Regions from separate parts of the Ovis aries genome. Here regions 1 and 3 are each linked to region 2. The links are chromatin contacts, called in public Hi-C maps. All regions are on one chromosome and are shown on one strand. Each heading gives the region's core, a stretch centred on a gene start, on an enhancer-like site or on the middle of the called end of the contact. The rest is flanking DNA. Distances are from core to core; before and after follow the strand shown. Region 1 has its middle 260 kb from the start of PLEKHG7. Region 2 overlaps LOC121819090 (a long non-coding RNA gene). Region 3 has its middle 140 kb from the start of PLEKHG7.

Region 1 (4,566 bases), core at 680-3,179, 350 kb after region 2:
CCATATTCTCAGCTGCAAAGGAGGTATAAGACTTGCTTTGAAGCGTGGTCATGAGTATAAAAAAAGGAAAACAAGATTTCAATGTAAAAGGTTTCAGTTTAACAGTAGCAATAGAGGGGGAGACCCAGAAGGAAGAACCTATTATGTCTAAATTTTCTTTCTGGTAAATGTTCCTTCTATTCTCCTCAACCTCGTGGCACATGTTACCAGCATTTGGGGCAACTAATGAGTAGTCTGGGGAAGGCCATGACACCCCACTCCAGTACTCTTGCCTGGAAAATCCCATGGATGGAGGAGCCTGGTAGGCTGCAGTCCACGGGGTCGCAAAGAGTTGGACACGACTGAGCGACTTCACTTTCACTTTTCACTTTCATGCATTGGAGAAGGAAATGGCAACCCACTCCAGTGTTCTTGCCTGGAAAATCCCAGGGATGGGGAAGCCTGGTGGGCTGCCATCTATGGGGTCGCACAGAGTCAGACACGACTGAAGTGACTTAGCAGCAGCAGCAGCAGCAGCAATGAGTAGTTGGTAACTCTCCCTTAGGAGAGGACCACTGGATGACGCTGTATTGGTCTCAGCCACAGTAAACCTTTTGCCCAGAGAGAATGTAAAGTCTACTAGCAGAAAGCTGGTGCTCTCTTACTGGCCTTTATCAAGGACCTGATTCCCTTCAACAAAATGAGTAGTAGTTGTTGAAAAAAGCCTATGTGCATTTATGTAGTGAGAGGTGTTTTATGGGATGAGGTGAGTAATGAAAAAGTAATCATTACCATAATTTTATAACCTAGACATAAAGAAGTGGAGAAGGACCAGAGTTCTTAAATATTTGCCATTTAATATCTTCAGGCAAGTCAATATATTGTCTTATAAATCAGCAAGCAGTAGCCTGGGGTTAGAGGCTGGAAGGTTTAGAGGAGGAAGGAACCTTAGATGTCACATAACACTATCTGCCTTTCACAAAGAGGATCAAACACAGGACCACAGAGGGCCAGGGAACATGCCAAGGTTAGGCACTGCCACTTGTTTTGACTACCTCTAGAGAGATTCTTAGCTTCCCTGGTGGCTCAGATGGGAAAGAATCTTCCTGCAATGCAGAAGGCCTGGGTTCAATCCTGGGTCAGGAAGATCCCTTAGAGAGGGAAATGGCAACCCACTCTTGTATTCTTGCCTGGAGAATTCCATGGACAGAGGAGCCTGGCAGGCTACAGTCCATGGGGTTGCAAAGAGTCAGACATGACTGAGTGACTAACACACACACACACACACACACACACACACACACACACACACACACACATACACACTGCCTCTCTCTGGAAAGTGAGTTAAGAGTTACCAACCGAATTCTGAAATAAGGTCAGTTATAAAAGCCTGTGGTGGCCACCTTTTCTTTCATTATTTAGAAAAGGCTCATCTGAACTTGTTATCAGGAGACACAGACTGAGAGAAGGAACATATTTTTTCACATGTCAGGAAGCCAGGAGTCATAGAACATCCACATCTAGAGAAAGGTGAGATTAAAAAATCACTGTGAAATACAGACTGTTCACGAGCTGTTTCTGAAATGCAGGCTTTGTGAGAAAGAACCAAAGGCAACAGAGAGCACAATCCATAACCACGTGCTCTTGGTGTGGATGTGCTGGACGGAATGTCCATGTGGTTGGATCACAGAAATGATCCACTGGAAAGAAGGTTGCACTGTTTCTCAAAGGCAGACAGGGAGGAAAGCAACATTTGTTGAGCTTCCCTTAGCCCTGAAAGTGCTTACAAACAGCAAGGTCAGTATTTGAACCTAGGTTCAGCTAAGTTTAAAGTCCAGGTTATTTCCCAGCAAGCCAAAGAAATGTCCCAACTCCAGCCTCCTCCTGCAGTGTGGACAAGCAAGTATCTCTTCCAGCAGGTGATTATAGTTTCCACAGACGGGAATTGTGTACAGGGCTGAGGGGAAGGCCAGCAGCTGCAACGTGCTTGGCACAAAGGCTGGAACTGCAGGAACTATTCCAGACGAACTAGTCATCACAGCTGACTGGTAAGGGAAGTTGACTTTAGGGAATCAATATCTGCAAGCATCTTCATTGCACCATTATGTAGACAGACTAAACTGATTGGTTAAACTAATAGTTAAGATCAGACTTTGTTTTGGAACTTAAAAGTTTATTAAGATGAGAGAGAAGAAGCTTCCTGAAACACAGACTGTCAATAGTCAAGAGGGAGACTGTGGGAGTGGGAATTCCGCTTAAAATGGGAAACCAAATATTACAAGACTAAAATTTTGATGACTTATTATAGAAAGTAAAACCAAAATCCCATGTTATGAAAGTAATGAATTCATAGGTCATTCTTTAAAATAAAAACAGTCCAAACTTTATACCTAAACACTCTTCCATCTTGTAGAATCACTGAAAGATTCCAAGTGTTCTCTTTCATCTTCCCTCTTCTGAAAAAGGGCACACACTTTCACAAATACGTGCACTACGAGTCCAGAAGTGGACAGCATTGTGTTCTCACTGTCCAAGGCTACTTCATGGTGCTGGGCACACACAAATAGGCGTTTCTTTAAAATCAAAACACACACCAACCATCCACAGAAGGTTCCTTCTACCTGCTATCTCCTGGTCCACTGGCAAGACCTGAAGGAGAAACCTCTCTTCTTGGATTGAGACTCTGGAGCTCTTGTCCATCCTTCCATATTTTCAAGTAACTCCCCTCCACAGAGAATCATCTGATCAGGAAGGTTCACTGGCCATGTAAGAGGTGACATTTACCCATTGTAATATAGGTGGCTTGGGACTTAGTTCTCCTAAACGTCAGTGTCCTCATCTATAAAACTTGTTAAGATAAAGGCTCCTTCATAAGCCTAATCCTGCATATTATGTGGGAAAATATATAAAGCACTGAGCACATACTATGAGCCACAAAACATGTCCAGGGATGCTCAACATCTTGCTGTGCAGGCTCGCCTTCAAGCTACTAGGGTACCTTGACTTATAGCCTCTGGACTTAAGGGAAAGCTAAGTCTCTTCTGGAGAGAGTCCATGTGTCTTGTATTTCTATCCTGTGTAGGGAGAATTTAATTGCTTCTCAGTCTCCTACATGTTAAGTTGGTTGTTCCCTTCTGATTTCCAGCCCAGAATCTCTTGCATTAGCCTCTCTTCCCAAATTCTATTCAGGTCAGATTGCATGGTTGGTTTTGTCTTTTAGCACCTGCTATTAATTAATTCAAAATTTCCCAGGTTTTCTTTCAGCCCTTATTGTGTTTCCTCAGACACCTCTCTTAGAATGTATCTTTTGTCCCCAAACACCTGGGACCCATATCAATTCTATTTTCCACAGTTTCTTACTCTGAGCAACTGCACTGCACATAAATGAGCTTCTAAACATAAGTGAAAGGGAGGTTGAGATATGTATATACTAATTATTCATTCATTCTTCACAAATGACTTATTGGGCACCTCCTAGTATTTGGCGTTTTTAAATATCAGAAGACATGTCTCTTAATATAAAATAATTCCAGTCCTCAAGAAACTTAATCTGGGAGAAGATAAACACAAAGCTTTTAATATAATATGTCATAAGGTCTACAATAAATCAGTGGTTCTCAACACTGGCTGCACATTAGAATTGCCCGGTTTCAGTTTGACTCCAACCTAGACCAGTGGAAACAAAGTCTCTCAGTAGGGTCTGGGTGTTGTGTTTTGATAAATTTCCAGGTGATTCCATTCTGCAGGCAGGTTGGAGAACACTCTAGACAGAGGAAAGCATGGGATGCTTTGAGACCACAAAGAAGAGGTGTGAATACTAACTGATAATTACTAAAAGGCTACTAAGCAAAGATGACACCTTTGCTGAATCTTAACAGGTGAGTTGTCCAGGTGAAGCTGTAGAAAAGCCATTCCCAGCACAGGGGAACAAGAAGAGTTCATAGAATTGCAAATAATTCTTGGTAGAGTTTGGAGAGGGCTAAAGTGTTTGGACATTCTTTGGTAGATAAAGGACAACCATCAAATGGCCATTAGCAAGACAATTGTATGATTAATCGTAGGTACTTCTGAAGGACCAAGACATCAACTGGGGAGGAAATTGTACTTTCATTGCAATTCTGTCCCAATAAGAAACTATCTTCCCTTGAATAAAACCTTCAAAATTCTTGGCACCTCCCTTGGATTCAGACATTACAAACAGGAAACTCTACCCATGAACTAACCTTCGCCCTGTCCTTTCCTGAAACAAAGAGCAGCTGTTCTCCCACTTCCATGTGTCTGGAGGAAAGAAGGGCCCCTGGTATTCTCAGCTGACTTCAAAGAAATGACTTGACTTTGCACAGATCAGTCACAGGGACACACTGATGACATTTTATTGTCAATGTACTGAGACATTTTAGTTTTTACAAGTATTTGTCTGTGATAGGGTGCAGTTGACACAGACAGAGGATACCCCCCGGATCTTAGCTGCTGCAGAGAAAATATAATTCATTCCTTGGAACAGGGCCTGAACTCTGAAGAAATTAAGCAGTAGGGATGTGTTAAGTGCTCTCTCTCTCTAATTTTTAGGACACAAGTCCATTC
Region 2 (4,623 bases), core at 1,292-3,791:
CTAAGACTCAGAGCAGCCAAAGAAATAGTAAAAAATAGCAAGAGAAAGAAAATGTGCATTATTCAATGGTCATGAAACAAAAAATAGACAGATCACCCCCACAAACACATGTAAGTATAATATGCATAGATGTGATCGTATGGGCGAGGGGGAAAATGTGAAGCATGCATCAGGTCACTAACAATAGCTACACGCCAGAGAGGGGTGCAGAGGGGATGCAAAGGAGAAAAGAGACGGAAGACGAGGCTAAACATCAAGAATAAAACAAAACTAACTATACTCAATATATATTTTGTAATAGCCTATAAAAGAAAACAATTTGAAAAAGTATGTAATGATTCAGTTATATATAACTGAAACATTTTGTTGTAGATCTGAAATGAACACAACTTTGTGAATCAACTGTGTTTCAATTAAAAAAGAAAGAAACAAGACTTCTCTAAGTAAGAGATAAATATATGTGTGAAATAATGGATGTATTTATGCAAAACTACACAATGTGTGCACATGAAAAATTATAACCAGAAAAGAAAAACTATTTCAAAAGCAAGATCAAACATGGTAATATAAAACCTAATGCTTACTGAGCCCTCACTATTGACAGTGTCCTAAGCATGTATTGACTTATTAATCCTCACAGCAACCCTACAGTGAAGATATTAATATCTTTCTTTTCAACAAGAGAGGAGTCCCACTTAAACTTCTGTAACGTGAGAGCTGAACATTTGAAAAATTCAAATGAAATCATCCATCTCATTTGCTTCTTAGTGATAGTGCTTTGTTTTCTTTAGTGTCTGGATTTAAAAGTGGAATTCAACAAGTTACCATCAATAAAAGGATAGTTGCCCAACAAGTCAAGGTTGGTGTGAGTCATCTAAATCAAGGGCAACGGCCTTCATCATTAGCCTCTTCCGTCACTTATTTGCTCAACAAGGAACCATTGAGCAACTGTTGCACGGTGGTGGCCCGGACAGCCTCTGAGTGTTTGATAACTTGGGGTGGCTATCAATTCACATCACCTGGAGCACTTTGACCTCTCATTCTGAAACTGGGTGGGAAAACGATCTGGCCTTACTTTGACATTGTTGGACAAGCGTCTGATCATTCCTGAGAAAAGACAGCTTCCAGTGACATAGCCATGTTACCAACTGCTCAGTGGAACTAAACAGTGAAAGTGAGCAAAGTTAGGGACACAGGCTTCACCTGGCAGCCCACCACTGGCACTGAACAATTTCTTCACTGGTGTTTTAGAGAGAAGTCAGGGGTCCTCGGTTCTTCTTCTATTTTTGTATCTAGCTTAAGCATTCTTTGACCTCCGGTCTCGATGCAGCATTGCCAAGCACCAGAGCATGGACAACAATGCCTGATGCTCAAACACACTCCTTCTCTCCTGCTCCCTCCATTCGTCCCCATTCTCTTCCAAAACCCACTGTATGTGATCCCTTACTAAGGTCACAGCATCAAAACAGTGACTGGGATTCAGATAAAGCTGCAGAAAGTCACTAATCAGTTTTATCTATCGAGTAAGTAAACACCACTGAGAAAACCGAGAGCCTTGGTCCACTCTTCTGGATCTGAAATGAGGTCCTGAACCCGTAAACACACAAATGGAGAAAGTGCTTCTGTGTCTCACGGCTCCATCTGTCCAAGAGCCAGGACGTTCGATCACACACGTGTTTTCACAGGCCCCTGGCTTTCTCCTCTCATCCTTCTTTTGGCTGCCTCTCACGCCGTTTCTGGCAAACAACACGTTGGAGAGGCCTGGATAAGTTTCCATCCAGTCACTCCCCTTGGTTAATTATTAACAGCTCTGGCGAAAGTTGCTGGTGGAGCCGCTGGAAACAACTATTTGGAAAGAGCTTTTTCATTTAACCGTAGAGCTCATTCTTCTGGGGATTTCCAAAATCATGTGCTTCTTAGCTGAGGTAACACAGGCAAAGGTAAAACATCCAGCTAAGAAATGATGTCAAGTCCCTCTTCTGGGACTAATTAGCTGAGTAATCCCGGCCTAAGGAGGAAAGGTAGCTCACAAGGTGACACATTAGGAACGCAGACCGTGCTCTCTCATTAAAGGCCCATAACAACCCATCACCTACAGTGTTCACCTATTAGTATCTCCATTTACAAAGTTAGAGACACCGACCCAAGGTCCCAAAACTTTGCGTTAAAGCATACAGCCCCATGCATTTAATTTACCCGAGTGTCAGTTTCCTCGCCTAAGTAAGGCAAGATGGTTGAAGTGGTTGCTCTAATAATAAAGTCCTTCTAACTCTGTAAGCCCAGCAGGCAACGGACAATTTCTCTCTTAAAATTTCCACATACCTTCTCCCCTCTCAGCCTTAATTTCCTAGTAAGTTTTGTGGGCAAGTTAACAAAATGGTATTCCAAGCATAAGGATGCTAAAGCAGCCAATTCACCCACTAGTCGTCAATAGATCTCGGCCCCTTTTGCTCCTGAAGCTATTGCTTCACCCTTGTTTACATTGCTCAGTTCTGTCAGTTTAGAGCACATTAAAAAGCAGAACTGGGCTGGCTGGTTTACGTTGGTGGTGAACTTTGTGCCTCAACTGTATCGTAACCCCAGAGTTTACTCAACCCCACCTGGCAGCTCGGCTCCTTGAGATAAAGCAGGTTTTCTCTGGGGGAAACCAGTAGGGGTTTATCTTTTTCCTCTACTGCCGGCAGACAGCTGGTTGGGCATCTAAGAGACGATCACCTACCAGTGGAGGGTAATAAAACACACGTGCACACGCGCACGTACACACAAAACCAAACAGACAACAGAAAAAAAAAAAGATAAAAGAAATCTTTTACATCAGAGGAATGAAAATGAATACCTTGTTTGGGTAGCCTTGTTTCAGACCAAAGCAAGGTCTTCTTTTGGGAAACCATACTTTCTGTGTGTGTGTGTCTGTCTGTCTGTCTGCACGCAGATGCATGCGTGTGCTTTAGAATTATGTGAATGCCTGCATGGGACGGAGATGGGGAATTGTGAGTGAAAGAACAGCTAGCAAGAATCTAAAAGCAGTTCTTACTTGCTGAAGTACTATATGGTTTGGATCAATTTCTCATACTTGAAATGGAAAATTTCATTCCATTCATCTTTTCCAAAACCATACACAGTCGTTCCCTTGGAGAAAGTTACACTGCTAGTAACAAAGCAATATGCAATCTTATTTAGGAGAACATAAACACAAGACAGGTGGAAAAGAACAGCCTTTGCACTGGTGAGTTGTGACGGTGAGCAACAGGCAACGTTCACGCACAGCCCCGAAACTTCCGTATCGAAGTTCGGTACAGAAGAAGAAAATGGATTTTTCCACCTCCAGTCAATCCAAGTGTTATAAGCTGAATGGTTCTCTCCCAAAGATGTTGAGGTCCTAACCTCCAATACCTGTGAATGTAACCTTATTTGGAAACATGGGGCCGCAGATGATCACGTTAAGGTGAGGTCATGAGGTGGGGCCCTACTCCAATATGACTGTGCCCTCGTGAAAGAGGAGAAATGTGGATACAGAGACAAGGCGGCCCACAGGGCGACAGTTATGTGACTATGAAGGCAGAATTCAGGATGAAGCATGCCTAAGCCCAGGAAGACTATATATGACCAGCAAATCCTCAGAAACCAGGAGGCAGGAGGGGAACAGATTCTCTCACACAGCCTTTGCTGCTGTTGTTGTTTAGTTGCTAAATCATGTCCAACTCTGCGACCCCATGGACTGTGGCCCGCCAGGCTCTTCTGTCCATGGGATTTATTAGGCAAGAATACTGGAGTAAGTTGTCATTTCCTTCTCCAGGGGATCTTCCCAACCCGAGGATCAAACCAGCATCTCCTGCATTGGCAGGCAGATTCTTTACTCAGCCACCGGAGAAGCCCCACCGCTCTTAGAAGAAGTCAACCCTGTTGGCACCTTCAGCTTGGACTCTAGTCTCCAGGTCTGTTGTTTAAACCAACTACTCTCTTATGGCAGTCCTAGCAAATAAATACACTTGGATTTTCTCAAGGTCACCTCCTGCAACCACACATCTTTCCTCTCACTCCTTTATTCACATGGCATCTTCAAAGGATAGAGAAATATTTGAGAATAGGTTTTCCCTCCATCTTCTCCTCCTCCTTGAACCCTGCTGCTGCTGCTAAGTCGCTTCAGTCATGTCCGACCCTGTGCGACCGCAAAAACGGCAGCCCACCAGGCTCCCCCATCCCTGGGATTCTCCAGGCAAGAATACTGGAGTGGGTTGCCATTTCCTTCTCCATCCTTGAATCCAGTCTTTCCTAATTTCCAAAGAGGTGTTCACAAGAAACTTCCAACATAACAGTAAGTGGCTAATTCTACCCAAGAGCCAAGTAGAAAGAAAGTTAAAGAAGAACTATTTTAACTATTTAAAAATAAAGAATAACTTTATTTTTTGATTAATTTTGTTGGAGTATAGTTGCTCTACAATGTTGAGTTAGTTTCTACAAGAATAACTATTGACCTAGGAGCGTTTCTCCCCCAAAGGCTTGCACTAAGGACTTTTATGCCTGGATGATCCAGCAGCAGTTGAAGAAGAGAAAAACAGAATTTGGCTCTAAAGGGTCCTTCAATTCAAGCCTGGTATCAAAGAACCTAACTAGACTCAGATA
Region 3 (4,341 bases), core at 1,552-4,051, 470 kb after region 2:
AATGTCAGTGAAGAATGCAAGTAGGTATAAACTCATGAGGTAAGAATAAATAGTGGTCTTTAGCTGACAGAGGACTTAAATTTTTGGAAGATGACAAGTAGATGGAGATATGCTAACAGATGAAAGGCATATATATATAAATATATATATATAAAGAAGTGAGCTTAGAGTAAAATAAAAGAGGAGTAGGTGGTGTAGGAAGAGAGATGGAGATAAACTGCCCAGAAGAACCACTGAGATGCTCAGAATTCTGAAAATTCAGACACACTAGGGGTTGGAATGACACATACGACTGAAATATGGGGAAAACAGATTAAAATTGTATTTATGACACAGCTGATTTCATTACTATGTAAATCAGAAACCCAGGCATGGTGTTTGCCTTACTCTGAAATGTGAACAGAAAACCAAAAACTCCCATACATCTAAATAAATCCCTAATGTGAGATATGCTCACCAAAAAAAAAAAACCCAACCAAACAGGAAATACTGATTCCAAAATGAAAAGAGATAATGTGAAGAACAGAAATTGTTATAGACACACTAACATCCTTAGAAAGATTGAAGAATACATTGCATCCATAAGACAAGAACAATATACTATGAAAAAAGAACAAACAGATTAAGAAGGAAACTTGATTTAAAGAATATGATTGTCAAAGGAAAAAGAAATTTTAGAATACAGGATTGAGAAATTCTCCCAGAAAACAAAATTTTTAAAGGCAAAAGGATTGAATCAGGAGAACTAATAGGCAATTAACAGGAGTTATGGAAAGTAAGTAGCAAAAATGGAAGGGAGAAAAAATGGAAGGGATTAATATAGGAGCATTTTGGATAGCAGAAAGACTAAAATTTCAGATTGGAACTGCCCACCAGTAACTGTTAAAAAAGCCTCTGTTGATAACTTTTCCTGAAAGAAAAAAAGCAGAAAGAAAAAGCAGATCATCAAAGAATCAGAATCAAGCGGGCACAAAACTTCACATCAGCAATACAGATGACCAAGAAAAAGAGACACTGCCTTTAAAATTCTGCGTAATTTCATATTTTCTGTATCTCATTAAATTATTACTCAAGTGTGAACTTAGATCTCACTTGCAGGTGCTGATTTTCATATATTCAAAGAATCAAAAAAGTTGCATCTCACATATCCTTTCTTAGGGAATTTTGGTCAGTATGTACTGCATCAGAAAGAAGTCCATGAAGAAAGCAAAAGACTCACATTCCAGAAATGATGAAACAAAGAAAAATAACACCAGGATGATTCCCGTTAGCCAGCCTACATAACAAGTACTGATTAAGGGTAGCAAGATGAAGAGCTTCAAAAGAAAGTAGTTTCTGGAGAAACTTAACAGAATCCCCGAATGGACCCCCCACCCAAAAAAAGCAAACACAAGAAAGGCAAATACCACAGAAAAAAAGAAAAAGACAATTAGAAACTCCAGAAAAATTAAAAATTGTGTAAGAAGTATAATAATAATATACTATGTGATACTGTAATAAACAAGCTTGAGTCTCAATATAAGCACGACTTACCGGCTTACAATTTTAGAATCAACCTATAGACAAAGATGGTAGAATGATGATGAAAGGCAAACGTTTAACAGTCTTGATATTGTAGAGGTACAGATTACAAGAGGTACAGATTGGGAGGGAGAAGTGGGAGAGAAGAACTGAAAAGACAGGGACACAAAATACACTGTCTCTTGTTAAAAGAATAAGCGTCTCACTTAAAGTTGCAAAAGGAGTAAGTATTGTGTCTAGAAGCGCATAGGTAACCAATAAAGATCTAAAGTCGAGATATGCGTAAACTAGGTATTGAATGACTTAATCAAGTTACATTCTCATGAATCAGCACAGAAAGACAATACATAATACCCGAAACTAATAACCCAAGATTTAGCAGTATACGGATATTGCTTAAAGATATGGAGGTAAATAACCAAAAGAACCCGTTATAAAAGGTAAAAGTTGCATCTGAGAAAAGACTGAAAACAAGAAAGAGTAGGCAGAGAACTACTGCTTTTTAGTGCAAGGGTTTTTATCTTTTTTGTTGTTGTTATCATGTGTGGTTTTTGTTTCAATAAAAATGTTTAAATTATTAATGTAAAAATACAAACATAGAAATTTTACTAAGAAATGTGTGATCCACTACTATACAAAAGTTGATCAAAGTTCTGTGAATATTAAGGGATAAAGTCTTCTACAATATTTTTAATTATATTTAATGCTGAGCTTGATTTTAGAGTGGGAAGATGATCACTTTATTTTAATAAATAGGCGCTAACCCACCCTCAAGTGTTCCGAACTCAGCAAGATGTCAAGTATCTTCAAATATCCCCTCCATTTGGAGACATCTGTGCTCATTGATTTACAATGCGCACAGGCTGCCTGATTATTTTATTATGTCATTTGCTACTGCAGGAATTATTCATTATCATTCACCAGTAAGCTGAGAACACATGGGGCTGATATCTTGATTCAGAACCCTAAACCTAAAAGGGATATAAGTACTTGGTAAATTTAGAAGGAGATTCTACTCTGTAACTATGAACCTTCTTCATCTACCTTTCATAGACATTTACCACCAGGAACCACAGGTCCATTTTGCATATGTCCTTTGTGAGCAGCAGAGAACAAAGGTAATTTCCTGCAAAACGATGCTGCAACATGATCGTTGCTGTCTATTATCGTGCCAGAACTTGCCTATTGAATATTGTCCCTGACTATTATTCAGAAATTGTTTCTTTGGATGGGTAAGACAAAGATGGGAAGTCCACTTAAACGCTCAAACAGTACCCTCTGCTGGTTGAGTCTGAGCTGAAGATTTGACTTGTAACAGGGCTTAGTCACACTGACAACATGGGGAAAGAATGGATGTCAAGGCAAACACCAAAATCAACTAATTTTAGTTACAAATAAGGAAACTGACATTGAGGCATCATATCACATGTATGATGCATATGTACTTTATTAAATCCTTTGCTCTTGCAAAAAATTATTAATGAGGGATGTTGGGTATTACATTCAAATTCTCTGCTTTACAAAATGATTCATCACAAGTTCCCTCAGTGAGTTTCTCTAGTGTTCTGAATGTGTGGTGTGATTTACACTCTGACTGTGGGAATGTGTTAATTGTATAAAGTAAAGTGGTTTCTTGTATCACAGCCCAGGACTCTTAAACCATACCAGAGATGTCTGCATTACTTGACATGTTTATAAATGTTTAAGAAAAGTTCAGAATTAATTTGTGCTGTCTGGCTAAGGAGCAGTGGTTTGGAGATGCCAAGTTAAATTTATCTGACCAAGGAAGGAACGAGTAACATATATTTCTGGGACAAGGGCTATCTTATGATCTATCATGCTTAATAAATTGAGTAGCAATTAAAAACAGGTACTGTCCTACATTTAGAAATGTAGACCAGCATTTTTTATATCTGTGACTAAAAATCAATTTATATTCAGCTCTCCATGCCTATTATGGTGGGGAGTTCACAGTGTCTAAGGCATGTCTTAGTCTCACTAAGCATTTGCAGTTGAGGAGAAAGTCGACATATTTTAGGCCATTAACGTGGTACGTACTACTAGCCTTTATTCTGTTTCCACCAAAATAGGAGTGGAAGGGGGACTTAAGTGCCCACATTTACCAAGAAATACGGTACATGCTGAGTTTGAGGGAAAGCACATGGTTCTCTTGGTCTAACTTTCATTTATTATTGAGACAGGGATACAAAGAAAGAATTCTCCAGTATAAGAACTGCAACAGTGCAAATATGATGACAGATGGTAACTGAAGCTTGCTTCAGCATTGGGGAGACAAGAATGAGCAGAAGAGACTGGTGAAATGGACAGTGTACGCCCCACCTAAACTGGTCACACACTCAGCGCTTGTCACTGGTGCCATGAAGCCCTGAGGGCCGAGGGTTGTCAGACCTTATGCTTTTCTGAAAGGAGCTTGAAGTCAGAATATTTATGCAACATTTCCTCTTGAAGGCTTAAAATTTTCCAGAAGAGTCTGTGAGCCAAAACAAACATCTATAACCTAAATTTATCCCCCAGGCCAGCAGCGTCTACTGACCACAGACTAAAAGTTCTTTCCTTCTGTTTCAGGCCTTTGCACATGCCCTTCATTCTGCCAGGAATTTTCTTCTCCCAGGTCCCTCCCCTTCCTCCCAGTTAACTACAGTCATCCTCCTGGTATTTACTCAGTCACCATTGCTTCCAAACAGATTTTCCTGATCTGATAAATTAGGTTAGGTCCCCTTGTGATGTACTCATCCATCTTTCTATGCCTTTCCGTCATAGCACACAGCATAGTTTGTTCTTAGACGCTCGTTTGTGTAA

Evidence for each region. A called contact is a pair of places that touch in the nucleus more often than the background predicts.
Region 1: a Hi-C map of liver shows a contact between it and region 2, with 4 times the contacts expected there. The contact joins two enhancer-like sites. A contact is called at or near these places in 2 of 16 Hi-C or Micro-C datasets (liver and mixed tissues).
Region 3: a Hi-C map of mixed tissues shows a contact between it and region 2, with 4 times the contacts expected there. The contact joins two enhancer-like sites. A contact is called at or near these places in 3 of 16 Hi-C or Micro-C datasets (liver, mixed tissues and skin fibroblasts).

What each region holds. Positions count from the first base shown.
Region 1 is chr3:128,819,117-128,823,682 of ARS-UI_Ramb_v3.0, forward strand. No RefSeq gene overlaps it. Among named protein-coding and RNA genes, the nearest start is that of PLEKHG7, 260 kb to the right of the region's middle. Within about 2 kb of position 1,930, at least 3 of the 54 cell types and tissues checked have an H3K27ac peak or open chromatin away from gene starts, as enhancers often do. A contact at or near this core is called in liver, where this site is marked.
Region 2 is chr3:128,468,045-128,472,667 of ARS-UI_Ramb_v3.0, forward strand. LOC121819090 (a long non-coding RNA gene) reads right to left here. Exons shown (of 5, transcript XR_009600206.1): 4 at 1-4,623. Among named protein-coding and RNA genes, the nearest start is that of BTG1, 68 kb to the right of the region's middle. Within about 2 kb of position 2,542, at least 19 of the 54 cell types and tissues checked have an H3K27ac peak or open chromatin away from gene starts, as enhancers often do. A contact at or near this core is called in liver, where this site is marked.
Region 3 is chr3:128,937,945-128,942,285 of ARS-UI_Ramb_v3.0, forward strand. No RefSeq gene overlaps it. Among named protein-coding and RNA genes, the nearest start is that of PLEKHG7, 140 kb to the right of the region's middle. Within about 2 kb of position 2,802, at least 16 of the 54 cell types and tissues checked have an H3K27ac peak or open chromatin away from gene starts, as enhancers often do.